3 separate regions of the Gossypium hirsutum genome follow, and regions 2 and 3 are each linked to region 1. Evidence: chromatin contacts called from public Hi-C data. All regions are on one chromosome and are shown on one strand. The core of a region is the stretch at or near the end of the contact, and the rest is flanking DNA. Distances in the headings are between cores, read along the strand shown.

Region 1 (4,223 bases), core at 380-2,879:
AATTTGTGAATCACATAAATATATGGCCATTAAGAGTGGAAACATATGTTGAAGTCTTGGTTTTAATTAAAGAGTGGATGATGATTTAGATTAGAAATAAATAGTGGGGTATACTTGATAATTTCCTGACCAATCAGAAATTCTTAAAAAACAAAACAACTAAAGCATGATCTCTCATCTAAAATCATAAACTGGGAAAAATATAAGTCTGATTTATTCATGCCATGCATACATTCATGACTTAAACACAAAGATCATGAAAAGAGAAGGGTTACATAGTAGCCAAATAAAATTGATTTTAAAGGATCACCGACAGATTCTCATTTTTCTCTCTAATTTCACAGCTTTTAACACCAAAAAATAATCCCAAAAAAAAGTAAAAAAAAAGAGAGAAATCCCATGTGCCGGTAATACACAAACTCGCCGGAAAATTCATTTCCGGGGAAACCCCTCCCCAGAAGTATCCAAAAATAATCTAAACTGGTGGTAGTGGTAGAAATGAAGAATATTACATCGAAACTAGATCATTCCAAAAAGAAAAAAAACCCTCCTCTTCAAACAAACAACTTAAGTAATTTTTTATCAGTTCCTCTGCTGCCTTGCCCTTGTTGATCTGCAAAAACACTTTCGAAGCACGTCGTCGTCACAGATTCCTCCGAGTTCATAGAAGGAGTCCCTGGTCGACGATTATCGGTAACTCGCTTGCCCGAAAAGCTCGGGGTCAAGCCAAGATCTAGATCAGAGGGCTGTAGTTTCTTGAATTCTTCTTCGACTCTTTTACGCTTGGGTGAAACCCTGGATCTCGAATTTGAGAATCGACAGTTGGAGTTGAGATTCGTGGATGTCTCCCGCAATTTCCACATGTCCGTGCACGTGGCTTCGGACGCTTCGTCGGATGCTGGCGTCGGAGCCATGAATTCAGGCATGGAACGTAGAGATCCTCCTCGCAGGACGGTTTCCACCGCCGCTTGGCAAACGTGCCAGTTTCCGTTCCACAAAAGCCCCACGGCTCCGTTCACAGGGTTCACTGTTCTCCCACAAGCTTCGAACAACAGCGACTGGAATAAAGCTGATCCAAAGATTAAGAAGCAATTGGAGTCAGAATTTGGTATGAGAAACAATAAGAGAAGAAAAAAAGAGAGAAAAGATAGACGGCATGGGCATACCAGGGCGTTGAGATTCAGGAACGGCTGAAATAAAAGACATGAGACCAGCACGGCCGAAAAACTTGGCAACGAAAACAGTGGCGTGGCCTTGAGCTTCAGGGCTCTCAATCCATTGCAAACAAGGACGTAATATACAAGACTCACTGCATCCTTTCCGTAAGACTCGGCAGCCGTTGCAACTCATGATCGGACTCAAGATTCAAGACTTAACTCAACAACTATGTAGTACTACCTTTTTCCTGGCTTGGCATGAAAACCAATGTACTCTCTGAAACTTGGCTTCGCAGACAGGGTGGCTGGCTGGTGTTAACAATGGAGAAATGGAAGAGAGATAGAATAAGGGTGAAAAATGAGAGAGGAAGGAGGGTTTTAAAGGGAGGGGGGGGGGGCAGGGGAGAGTAAACCCAGGGGTTGAGTTGAGTTAGGGGGTTGGGTTAGTGGGGAGTAGTGGGTTTAGTGTGGGAACAGTTCCTTGGTATGGGGGGAAGTGAAGAGGTTATAGATTCCAAAGTCCTGGGCATGAGCGGCCCCGTGTTTCCGCGAATGCTTGTCGCTCCACCATTGGAAAATTTTCTTTTCTCTTTTACATAAGATTCCCCTACTTCCCAGTTTTAAGTTTTCTTATATTTAAATTTTTAAAAATAATTATCTGGTCAAATTTATTACAATTATTAAATTTATATTTTAGTCCAAATTATTAATATTTATAAAAAAATTTAAAGTTAATTACTGTAATTCTTATTTTAAATTGGTTCTTAAACGTTCTTAATCGAATTTCAATTCATCTATATACTTTTAATTAGGAAATGACTTTGGGATCTAGATAGTAATTATCCTATGGACTAAAATGGCTATTAAACCATTGTTTTCATATAGCTAGTGGATGGTAATATAAACGGTTTAAGGTTAAATTATTAATTAAAAATAGTTTAATTAAAGAATAAATTAAGGTTAATTAAGATTAAATAAGGATTAATATTAGTATATAAAGAAAACACTTAGTGGGAAGTTGTCATCTTCCTCCCCTAAGCCATCGAAACCATTAGAAAGAAAAAAAAAACTTTAACGTAGCATGAACATTCGACCACCATCTTCAAGTCACTAGCCATTTTTCTTGAATTTTTACGGAAACTGAATCATGAGAGCTTGATTTAGCTAGCCCATATATCAATTTGTTCAATTGTTGAAGTTTTGATAAGTTTCCATTGTTGAGATTTGGATTAATTAAGTGTGAAATTGATAGAAATTAAGCTTAGTTTATGAAAAGGACTAAATTGTAAAACTTAATTGTTAATTTTGTAGGGACCAAATTAAATAAAATGAATAAAATGTTATGAATTTTTAGTAGGAATAGAAATTAGGAGGTTCCTAATGAGTATATGTGAAACTAGATTCTAATCTGAAGTTTTAGATTGAAGGTTATGCTTATCCCAGGTTTAAAGACTAAATTGAATAAATTGTAAAATATGCTTGATATTCTATTTGATTGTGAATTGAATGAAAATTTATGTGTTATATGTTTTGTGATTATACGTAGCCAACGTCGATGTAAAACCTTCGAGAGGGAAAAGAAAAACGAAAGTTGTCAATGAGTGACTCGAAAATTCGGTTTGTATTTCTATGATTCGGGATCAATTTAGTTATTGCATATTCATGACATTTTACATTATATGGTATTGAAGTGAGTTTTCAGTGATTATTTAAATTGAATTGTTATGGCTGAGATTGAATATCAAGATAATGTCTAACTTGAATAGAATAAAAATTTCATGAATTAATTGATATGTGATAATTGGTGTGAATTTGTGCTGGAATATGCTATATAATATGATGAGTTGATGATAAATCAAGAATGGTTGAAAGTGAATTGATCTATATAATGAAATCAGAAATTTGGTTACCCTATTAGTTCTTTGGGTAGAGTCAGATATAGTCGGCATTAAGGGTGAGCGTTCGATTGAATTGAGTGAAATTTTTTTGAGTTAATCGAGTTGAAAAGTCTTATTTTATCTTCCTAACTCGATTTAAAAAATTTTCAAATCAAGTCGAGTGAAATGAAATTTGAGTCGAGTAGAGTCAAATCGAACCGAGTGAAATTGTTCGAGTTAAATAAAAAAATTAAACATGTTAACTTAAAATCTTGTTACAATATAATTAATTTCATGTTAGAGCACAAAATTTTGAAACCATATATATTTGAGAAATTTTTCAAAGCAAAATAATAAAAAATAAGATACTTTAGTATGATAAACCTGAATGATTAATTAACTTATTTAGGTCCCAAAAATATTATTTTAGAATATTTTTAAAATTTTAACTTTCTTTATATATATTTAAATTTTTTTGAAAATTATTTAGAATTTTTGAAAATCAATTTGAATTATTTTGTATTTTTTGTTGAGAGAGACCAATTCGCTTATTTCTAAAATTGGTAGGGACAAAGAGACTATTTACACTAATCTGTTATTCGAATTATTCAAGTTAATCAAATTATAAAATTTAACTTGACTCAAACTCAAAACTTGAATTACTTATTCGAGTTTACTCAAATAACTCGATTGGATGAACTCAAAATTCGATTTTTTTTCACTTTTTTTTAATCGAATTGAGTTTTTCTCACCCTAGTTGGCATGCCATAGGGTCAAGATATTGATTAGAAATCATCATTTCTCAGGAACTCCGGGTGGTAGATTGTGCATATAAAGTCATCGTTGCTGTAACACCCCATACATGACCCGGTCGCCAATCCGTTATTCAAATTATCGAGTTATTCGAATTACAAATTTTAACTCGACTCGAATTCGAAACTCAAATTACTTATCCGAGTTTACTTAAATAACTTTATTGGATGAACTCAAATTTTGATTTTTTTTCTAATTTTTTCGAATTGAATTGAGTTTTTCTCACCCCTATTTGGCATGCCATATGGTCAAGATATTGATTAGAAACCATCAATTTTGGGCAACCCCAGGTAATAGATTGTACATATAAAGTCATCGTTACTATAACACCCCATACACGACCCGATTGTTGGGTTTGAGTTATAAGGTGTCACAT
Region 2 (4,342 bases), core at 1,442-3,941, 310 kb after region 1:
GTTTATGAACTACTTTGTAAGTATTCGCCATTAATGGCAGCAGATTATTAATAGGTTGTCTTTTATAATCCTTATTGTTTTCTCCTTTAAAGATATGTTACCGATTTAGAGAAAAGAACAATGGCTTGTAACTAAAAAGGGGAATCTTCATAATTGTTTCCTCAAAGATTTAAGTGAAACCAAAGAATTTTGAATCCGTTAGTAACACCCCAGTTTGTTGGGTGGTATATTTGGCTGAATGAGGTATGCCAAGTCTTCTTGACGGGCTAAGTAGTGTTACAAGAAAGATGTAAAACCATTTTAGTTTTACACTTTTAATTTTACACTACTGGAAGTGGATCTCTTCTTATATTTTATGTTATTATTTAAGAGTTTTGTTAAATTATTGTCATCCATCAAACGAGTTGTAATCTAGTTGTGAAATTATAAAATTTGAATTCAAACCATTATAATTTTACCAAGTAAAGTAATATTTAATTAATTTATCAAACTTTATGAAATTACTACATATCTTTTTCATTTATATCATAAATATGTTGCAACCTAATAGGCATAAATATTATAATTCAATAGAAAAATGCTCATAATTTTGACTATGAACTATTATGAGTACGATGATGGATGTACCATAGATGTAAGAGAGAATGAATGATTAAAATGAAAAGGTAAAGTCAAAATTTAAAGACAAATAATTACAACATCAATTTACACATTCTATCCATTTTATATATTTGAAGTCAAAGGTTTTTTACATGTTATTTTGTGAAATTTTATACAATTTTTAGATTGTTTAGAATAAAAACCAAAATAATATAATATATAAATATTAAAAATTAATTTATTATTGGATAAGTTATATCATATGTCACTAAACTTTAATTAATTTTTAATTATTTTAACTGAAATTTTAAAACTTGAAAAGATACTATTAATATTTTCGGATGATTACAAAATATCATTAAACCGTTTACTGATAACGGAAACCGTTTACTGGTAACGGAAAAATGATTTGACTTTATTTTAATACTAAAAATTATTTCCTTTCTTTTTTAATATTAAATTTTTTCTTTTTCCTGTTCCTCTTCTTCTTCTTCGCATTTCCCTTCCCTAGCCAACCCTAGTTGCCACTGGTTTCACCACCATCGATGGCTTTCATCGGCTGTTCTCTTCATGCTGCTCTTACGCACCATCCCATGCCATTTTGTGCCTAACGCATTGAGTCCACCGACCTCCTCCTCCTTTTTCATCTCTCTTAAACAAAGTTCAGTCTTTTTATTATTATTATTTTTCTAATTTCAAAGAAAACAAACAAAATTAGCCAATCAAGTAAAAAAGCAAAATTAATTGATGTTTTTGATTCATTGGGTCTGGGTTGCCCAAAGGGTGTGATATGGTGGCAGCTACTGCACTCCCTGTCGCTTTTCCAGAAAAGCTAAAGAGGAAATTAAAGATAAAATCATAAAAAAATAAAAAAAAATTTATGGAGATCTAAAACAACAAAAAAAGAAAATCAAGAAGACAGAGTCTTTAAAAACAACAAAAACATTTTGAATGAACTTTTTTCTTCAAAGAAACGTCATGCTTCATCTAGAGTGAAAAAGAGAGAAAAGAGACGAAAAATGGAAACAAATAGAGAAGAAAAGGCTAACATGTAGTAACCAAAAAGAACCTTAAATATGAGTTGCATAATGCTTCCATGTTTTCTTTCCCTACCGTAACAAAAAACAAATTAGAAACTTTGCAATAATAATAAAAAAAAAGCACATAGAACTCCACCCATTAGTTATACACCTTCTTCCTCGGGGTTGTCTTTCATATGCTGAAGTCAATCATATTCTCTTCATTTTCAAGCTTAAATGTTGAAAAAGAAAAAAAACTTCAAACTTTGATAGGATTAAGGGTTGGGGCTAGGCTTATCGAAATCAAGGGATAGTCTTGGGAGATCCACCGGTGGGTTCGATGTCCGAGGAAGCCACTGGCGATGGTGGAATCGGTGGCGGATAGGGTTTACTGGAAAGGGAGATAAGATGGAAAGAAAGGAAGAAGAAGAAGAAGAAGAAAGGGAAAAGAGAGAAAATAAAATAAGGAAAAAAAGAAAAAAAATAAAAATTTAAAGTGATATAACTTGATAATATTAATGATATTTTTATAATAATGCGATAATGTTAGTAATATTTTTGTAAGTTTCGAAAATTCGATTATACAAATTAAAAATTAATTAAGATTTAGTGGGATATGGTGGAGTTTACGTTTTGTTATTATATCAATAATTAAAATGATGAAAATATTACTAGGATTAAATTATTTTGATAAGGATGATTTGAAGAAACTGAGAAAATATTTTTACCAAGTGGAAGAGAAATTAATCAAAAAGAAAACACTGAGCAGACCCCGCAGCCATAGCCGCCATTTCCACTTCCTCCCTTTTTTGTGATGATTAATAATATTCTTTTATTTACTGCTCCCATTTAAATTTATTTATGACAACATTTGTCACTAGTCTTAAAAGTGGGAGAAAGGGAAGATACATGGACAGACAAAAGAGAAGACAGAAGAAGAGAAAGGGACTTCAAAGCACTGAATTATTAAAAACAAAAAGGAAAGTGTTTGAGATTCTATTCTAGAGAGAGAGGGGGGGAGTAAATAAAAAGGCTTTTGTTTTTTTATAAAATAAAAATATTCCCCAATTCATTAGTATTTAAGAGGCAGCTTCAACCCGATTGTTTCTCCGTCGATGAACTTCTTCTCAGTATCTCCTCTTCCTCAAAAGCAAACCTAACATACAACAACCTCTGGTTTCCACAGACTTCCTAAGCTTTTTCTTCATTCGTGGTGTCTTGCAGAAGTGGTGTCCGTTGTTCTTTACTTGTGCAATTGAGAGTTAAAAAGGAAAAATCATGGGAGATGACAAGTGTGTTTTAGTAATAAGAGAGTTTGATCCGAGCAAGGATTTAACAAGTGTAGAAGAAGTTGAAAAAAGATGCGAGGTTGGTCCCAGCGGCAAACTCTCTCTCTTTACAGACCTCTTAGGCGACCCTATTTGCCGGGTCCGCCATTCCCCTGCTTTTCTCATGCTGGTACTGTATATGAAATCCCTCCTCCCTTTTGTCCCTTTTTTAAAAAAAAATTTAATCTCCATTACTAAATTCCACTATTTATCTACGTATAATAAATACAGCCTTTAACATTACTATTTTCTGCATCTTTGTAAACAAGCAGGTGGCTGAGTTAAGCTCCACAAAAGAAATAGTTGGGATGATTCGAGGTTGCATTAAAACCGTTACATGCGGCAAAAAGCTTTATCGCAATGGCAAAAGCAATCATCCCACTAAACCCTTCCCTGTATACACCAAACTCGCTTACATTTTAGGCCTTCGGGTCTCCCCTTCCCACCGGTATTTACTATAACTGCCCCAACAGATCATTTTTAGTTCGTTAATACATTAGTAAATGAATTATTTTGATTTCTTTGTTGGGTTTTTTATCCACAGGAGAATGGGAATTGGGTTAAAGCTGGTCCGTGGAATGGAAGATTGGTTTGTCCTAAACGGCGCTGAATATTCCTACTTAGCAACGGAAAACGACAACAAACCTTCTGTTAAGCTCTTCACTGATAAATGCGGTTACTCCAAGTTCCGTACTCCTTCTATTTTGGTTAACCCCGTTTTCGCTCATCAACTCCCCGTTTCCAATCGGGTCACTCTAATCAAGCTTCCGCCGTCCGACGCTGAGTTGCTATACCGCCGCCGGTTCTCCACCACCGAGTTCTTCCCTCGCGACATTGACTCGGTTCTTAATAATAGACTTAACATTGGAACCTTTTTGGCCGTGCCACGTGGAGGATGTTACACGCAAAAATCTTGGCCCGGGTCGGATAAGTTTTTATCAGACCCGCCAGAGTCGTGGGCTGTTTTGAGTGTTTGGAATAGCAAGGACGTGTTTAGGCTGGAAGTTCGAGGGGCGTCGAGGATGACGAAGGCGTTGGCTAAAACGACAAGGATCGTGGACAAGTTATTGCCGTTTTTTAGATTACCCTCGATCCCGGAAGTGTTTAGGCCGTTCGGTTTGCACTTTTTGTACGGATTGGGAGGGGAAGGTCCACGCGCGGCCAAGTTTGTGAATGCATTGTGTGCACACGCGCATAACTTGGCTAAACAAGGAGGGTGCAGTGTGGTGGCGACTGAGGTGGCGAATCTTGAGCCGTTGAAAATCGGGGTCCCACATTGGAAGAGTTTATCATGTGATCAAGATTTATGGTGTATCAAGCGACTCGGGGAAGACTACAGTGACGGGTCTGTCGGTGACTGGACTAAATCACCCCCTGGACTTTCCATATTTGTAG
Region 3 (4,106 bases), core at 292-2,791, 350 kb after region 1:
GAGTTGAAGAAAACAACTTAGTGGACATGGAGCATCATTTTTTGGAGGTTTCTAAAAGGGAAAAGAATAAAAAATAAATAAAAATTTACTCAAATAATCAAGTCCAAGAATATTGCTCTAAAAGTGGAGAGCTGAAACGGGTAAATTGATCACAAATCAAAATTCAGGAAATAGTTTATACTTTCATCAAAATAAAGCACTAACAACTGAACCACAAAGAACATCTCCCCTTGGTTGTTTTAAGAGTGAAACAATGAGGGAACTTTATAAAGACTCGAAAACACAAAAAGTGGGATGATCAACAAGATCATATCTTCACTTGTGAAATTAATTCCTTTGAGGTAAAGAAAAAGAAGAAAACCAAAAGAAAAAAGGACTAAAAATAAACCTCAAACTGAAAGAAAACAAAGTGGTTGATTCAACAATAGGCCACCTCAAAAAAACCATACAGAAGAAGAGGAGAAGATGTGGAGCATTAGAATCTAAGCCTACCTTGGAGGGGTCACTAGAAAAGAGCCTTATATGTCCCAAAGCAGCTCCCTTTACTATTATTGCCCTTCCAAGTACCAAGAATCCAACATCAATATATCATTAACAGTCAAAGAGTAAGCAGGATGTTAACTGTCCACTGCAGTGCATGAAGCAACCGCTATTATCCTTTTAGCCACAACACCAAATAAACACCAAAACGAAAAAACAAGAAAACCAAACCCCACATAGCATAAAAACTACCCGACCAAAAATCACATCAAAAAGAGGAGCTGGTCCTCATCTTTTGACACCCATCACTTCCCTCTATCCCTTCTATTTAACATTTTCCCACAAAAAGCCAAATCTCAGAATGTTCCCACTCATCTCCTTTGAATCAGCACCACCACTCCCCACCGCCACCACTACAAAAATCCTTACCCTCTTATCCCACATATATTCTGATTTCAACCCCCACCAGGCCACCACGCTTCACTCCAAAACAAAACCCCAAACACTCTATTTAAATATCTATTAAATAAAAACCCAAGCTTCACCCTCTTCCTTTTCGGGTTTTGCAAAAAAATATGTGAACTTCTTTATAATTAACCTTTGCAAAGCCAGAAACTTTGATTAAAGAAAAAACAAGGGGACCCCCACCTCCACCAAAGTGATGAATTTCAATGGTTTTTTTGTATTTTGGTACTTGGATTCACTGTCTTACATTTTTAGTGTAAGTTTAAACAAATGGTATACACGATTAATATAAAAATAACGATAATAATAAAATTAAAAAATCTTATTAATATTATAACGTGAAAAAGAAAATAAACTTACCACACTTAATTACCTATCTAAACTTATCTTACAATGAAAATTACATGCCAACTCTGACAATAATAACTTTAGTGCTCCCTTAATCAAATACAAAAACTGACCTTCACTTGGTTTTAGTGTCCATGAATACCATCGCCTGTTTAACCCTATTGCATAACACCCCTTCCATCCCCCCATCTCTTCCTTTGATAATAATGCCATCCATCTCATTTTTTTTTCTTTATAGTTAGTTCTTTTGTCCAAAGCCCACTAACTTTAAAATATAAATATATATTGATTTTAGTATATATATATTTTACTATAAAAATCATAAAATATTTAAGCATGAAAATGACGTAACTTTAAGACCATACAAGGAAAAATAAGATTATAGACATTCAACGTCATTTTTTAAAAGTAGTATAAAATAAAATATTTTGAAGTAAATTAAAATAAAATAGAAGTTAAATAATGATGGTAAAGACCTCTCTAGTCCCCTTTAATTTTAATATTAAATAAATTAGTACCTCTTAAAAAAATTAAAGTAATTTAATCGTTGTTAATTTTAAAAGTGAGCAATTAAAGACACTTAATTAAGGTGTTTATGCTTTTTTCAATTTTAAATGAATTTGATTTGTATCATAACAAAGCTAGCTCTCATATTTTACACATTTTATCATTTGGTCATGGTTTTAGTCTATAATATTTTTATAAATATGTAAATGTTAAGGCTAAATTTGTTATATATTTTTAAAATCAAGACTAAATTATTAAAATATGTAAATATTGAGAGATAAATGGACGAAAAGTATACATAATTGACGAAAGGAAATAACCATTTAATTAATTATTCTTCATTGTCATTTTCAAAATTAACTATATAATTTTTTTAGAGAGATTAATTTGGTTGATTTAGAAATTGACAACCATTGGAGAGTTTTTTTACCGAATATTATAGCAGCAGCTACATTTATTTTTTATTGTGATATTGTGGAATGGGCCTGGTCCCCTCTCAGGGTTTCACGTGGCTTTGTTCACCAAAAAAGACTACAAAATCGTAAAGAAATTGTTTCTTACCGAAACACATGGGGTTTATGAGGTGTAAATATACCCAAAAAATGTTGTCTGAGAATTACTTCTTTAACGTTTTTACTTAATAAGATTTCGTAATTTGAGATAATAATAAAAAAAAAGAAGCCAGATATTAACTTCAAAAATTAAATTTGATATATATTTTTTCTTAAACAATAATTATATATATAGCAGATGCACTGGTAAAAATAATCCTCTCGTATTGCCCATATTTAATCATTCCTATAGAGATTTAAGAAATCATACAAGAAGAAAGTACTAGAAACAATCTAGCTATGAATACATTTATGTAATCTGCTTGTTTACTTTTATAAATAAATAAAAATTATATATATCAATTGGATTAAAATTAATTTTTTTAATAACTCATTTTCCTTCGATAAACTCTCCCCGTGAATTGAATTTATTTTATAAGTGAAGAGGTAAATGATGTCCAAAAGATGTAAAAAAAAATGTTGGCATGACTCCACTCGTTCACAATCATAACAAGATTTAGGCTTAAATCATAATGATAATAATAAGCTCATTACTTAAATAAATATAGTAGCTCATCACTTAATATTATATATATTGAGTGTTGCTAAAGGCCTAGTGGACAAAATGTGATCACAGTTTTTTTCCCTTATCCAATCTTTTTATTTCCCTTACCTCACAAGTCACATGCATTGCTCCACTCAATGCTTTTCTGGCTAAAAATGTAACTTAAAACATGAAAATTGCTTGGATTTTTATCATAGTATTGGTATTTACTTTACCATATTCTTTCAATAATTCAATAAGAAAATTCATACATTTTTTTATAAATTTTAAAATTGCAAAAACCTTAATATTATCATTAAATCAAATACTCCTTTTAGACTTTTCAGTACGCACATTTGATTGCAAGTTTCTCGCTGGAAAAAAAAAACAGAATCTAATCAATCCATCAATGTGGGATTTGATTCTTGAAGAAATGTTGGGACTCTTTAAGTGAATATATCCGACACAAAATTTGGGTGACAAGAAAATAAATCTTTTGAAAGATTTTATTAATAAAGAAATGGTGGAAAAATATTAGTCACCTCAAATCACTTTTGTTTTTTGGTATTTGTTTTCTTTTAAATGTAAAACAGTCCAAATTTAAACCTACTGAAATAAATAGAATCCATGCATGATCAAATCTTTGAAGCCTCAAACATCTCATCACTTTTAAACATCAAACAGTCCAAAAAACAAAAAACAGAAGTCTCAGCTTTGAACAGTGGAGGAGTCAAGTAGGTAAGAGCCTCTAGTGAAATGACATATCAATAATGTTTGGCATTAAGAACAATGCAGAATATTAGAATTCATGAAAATTCATGCAAGCACAGCCAATTTTGGCGATGTGCCCACTTGAAGAGGAAAGGCAGAATTGTTGATGTCAATTTGTGTTTGGCCTAATACCATGTGCTCTATTTTATAACAAATTAGACACGTCTCTTTTTCGATATTTGAATTTCAGAATTGAGTGAAAATTTATTTGCTTCTAGCTTTCCAGCTCAGTGAAAAATTCTTGACTTAAAAGAGGGGACCAATTAAAAGCTTTAAATGTTTCTGACTCGAAACAAAACACCCTTTCGATTAAGACAGACCTTCCCTGTTACTAATGCGTGAAACAAAGACATTTCTGTGTTCTGAAACTATCAATCAATGGTTGTAACAAAAAGAAAGGTTGAAGCTAAACAAGGAATTAATGTGTCCAATTTACAACT

What was found. Hi-C and Micro-C count contacts between places; a contact is called where the count stands out from the background.
Region 2: a Hi-C map of leaf shows a contact between it and region 1, with 2.1 times the contacts expected there. The contact joins the promoter of LOC107913277 here to the promoter of LOC107913273 in region 1. A contact is called at or near these places in 3 of 34 Hi-C or Micro-C datasets (all in leaf).
Region 3: a contact with region 1 is called in a Hi-C map of leaf, with 2.1 times the contacts expected there. The contact joins the promoter of LOC107913278 here to the promoter of LOC107913273 in region 1. A contact is called at or near these places in 2 of 34 Hi-C or Micro-C datasets (both in leaf).

What each region holds. Positions count from the first base shown.
Region 1 is chrD11:27,831,529-27,835,751 of Gossypium_hirsutum_v2.1, forward strand. It overlaps LOC107913273 (LOB domain-containing protein 38), which reads right to left and starts at 1,630. Exons shown (of 2, transcript XM_016841807.2): 1 at 1,167-1,630; 2 at 193-1,069. The coding sequence starts at 1,350. The coding sequence ends at 555.
Region 2 is chrD11:28,136,540-28,140,881 of Gossypium_hirsutum_v2.1, forward strand. It overlaps LOC107913277 (probable N-acetyltransferase HLS1), which reads left to right and starts at 2,692. Exons shown (of 3, transcript XM_016841810.2): 1 at 2,692-3,077; 2 at 3,220-3,395; 3 at 3,492-4,342. The coding sequence starts at 2,898. LOC121223058 (a long non-coding RNA gene) reads right to left here and starts at 2,079. Exons shown (of 2, transcript XR_005920403.1): 1 at 1,792-2,079; 2 at 864-1,709.
Region 3 is chrD11:28,180,297-28,184,402 of Gossypium_hirsutum_v2.1, forward strand. It overlaps LOC107913278 (BTB/POZ domain-containing protein NPY5), which reads right to left and starts at 1,542. Exons shown (of 5, transcript XM_016841817.2): 1 at 1,407-1,542.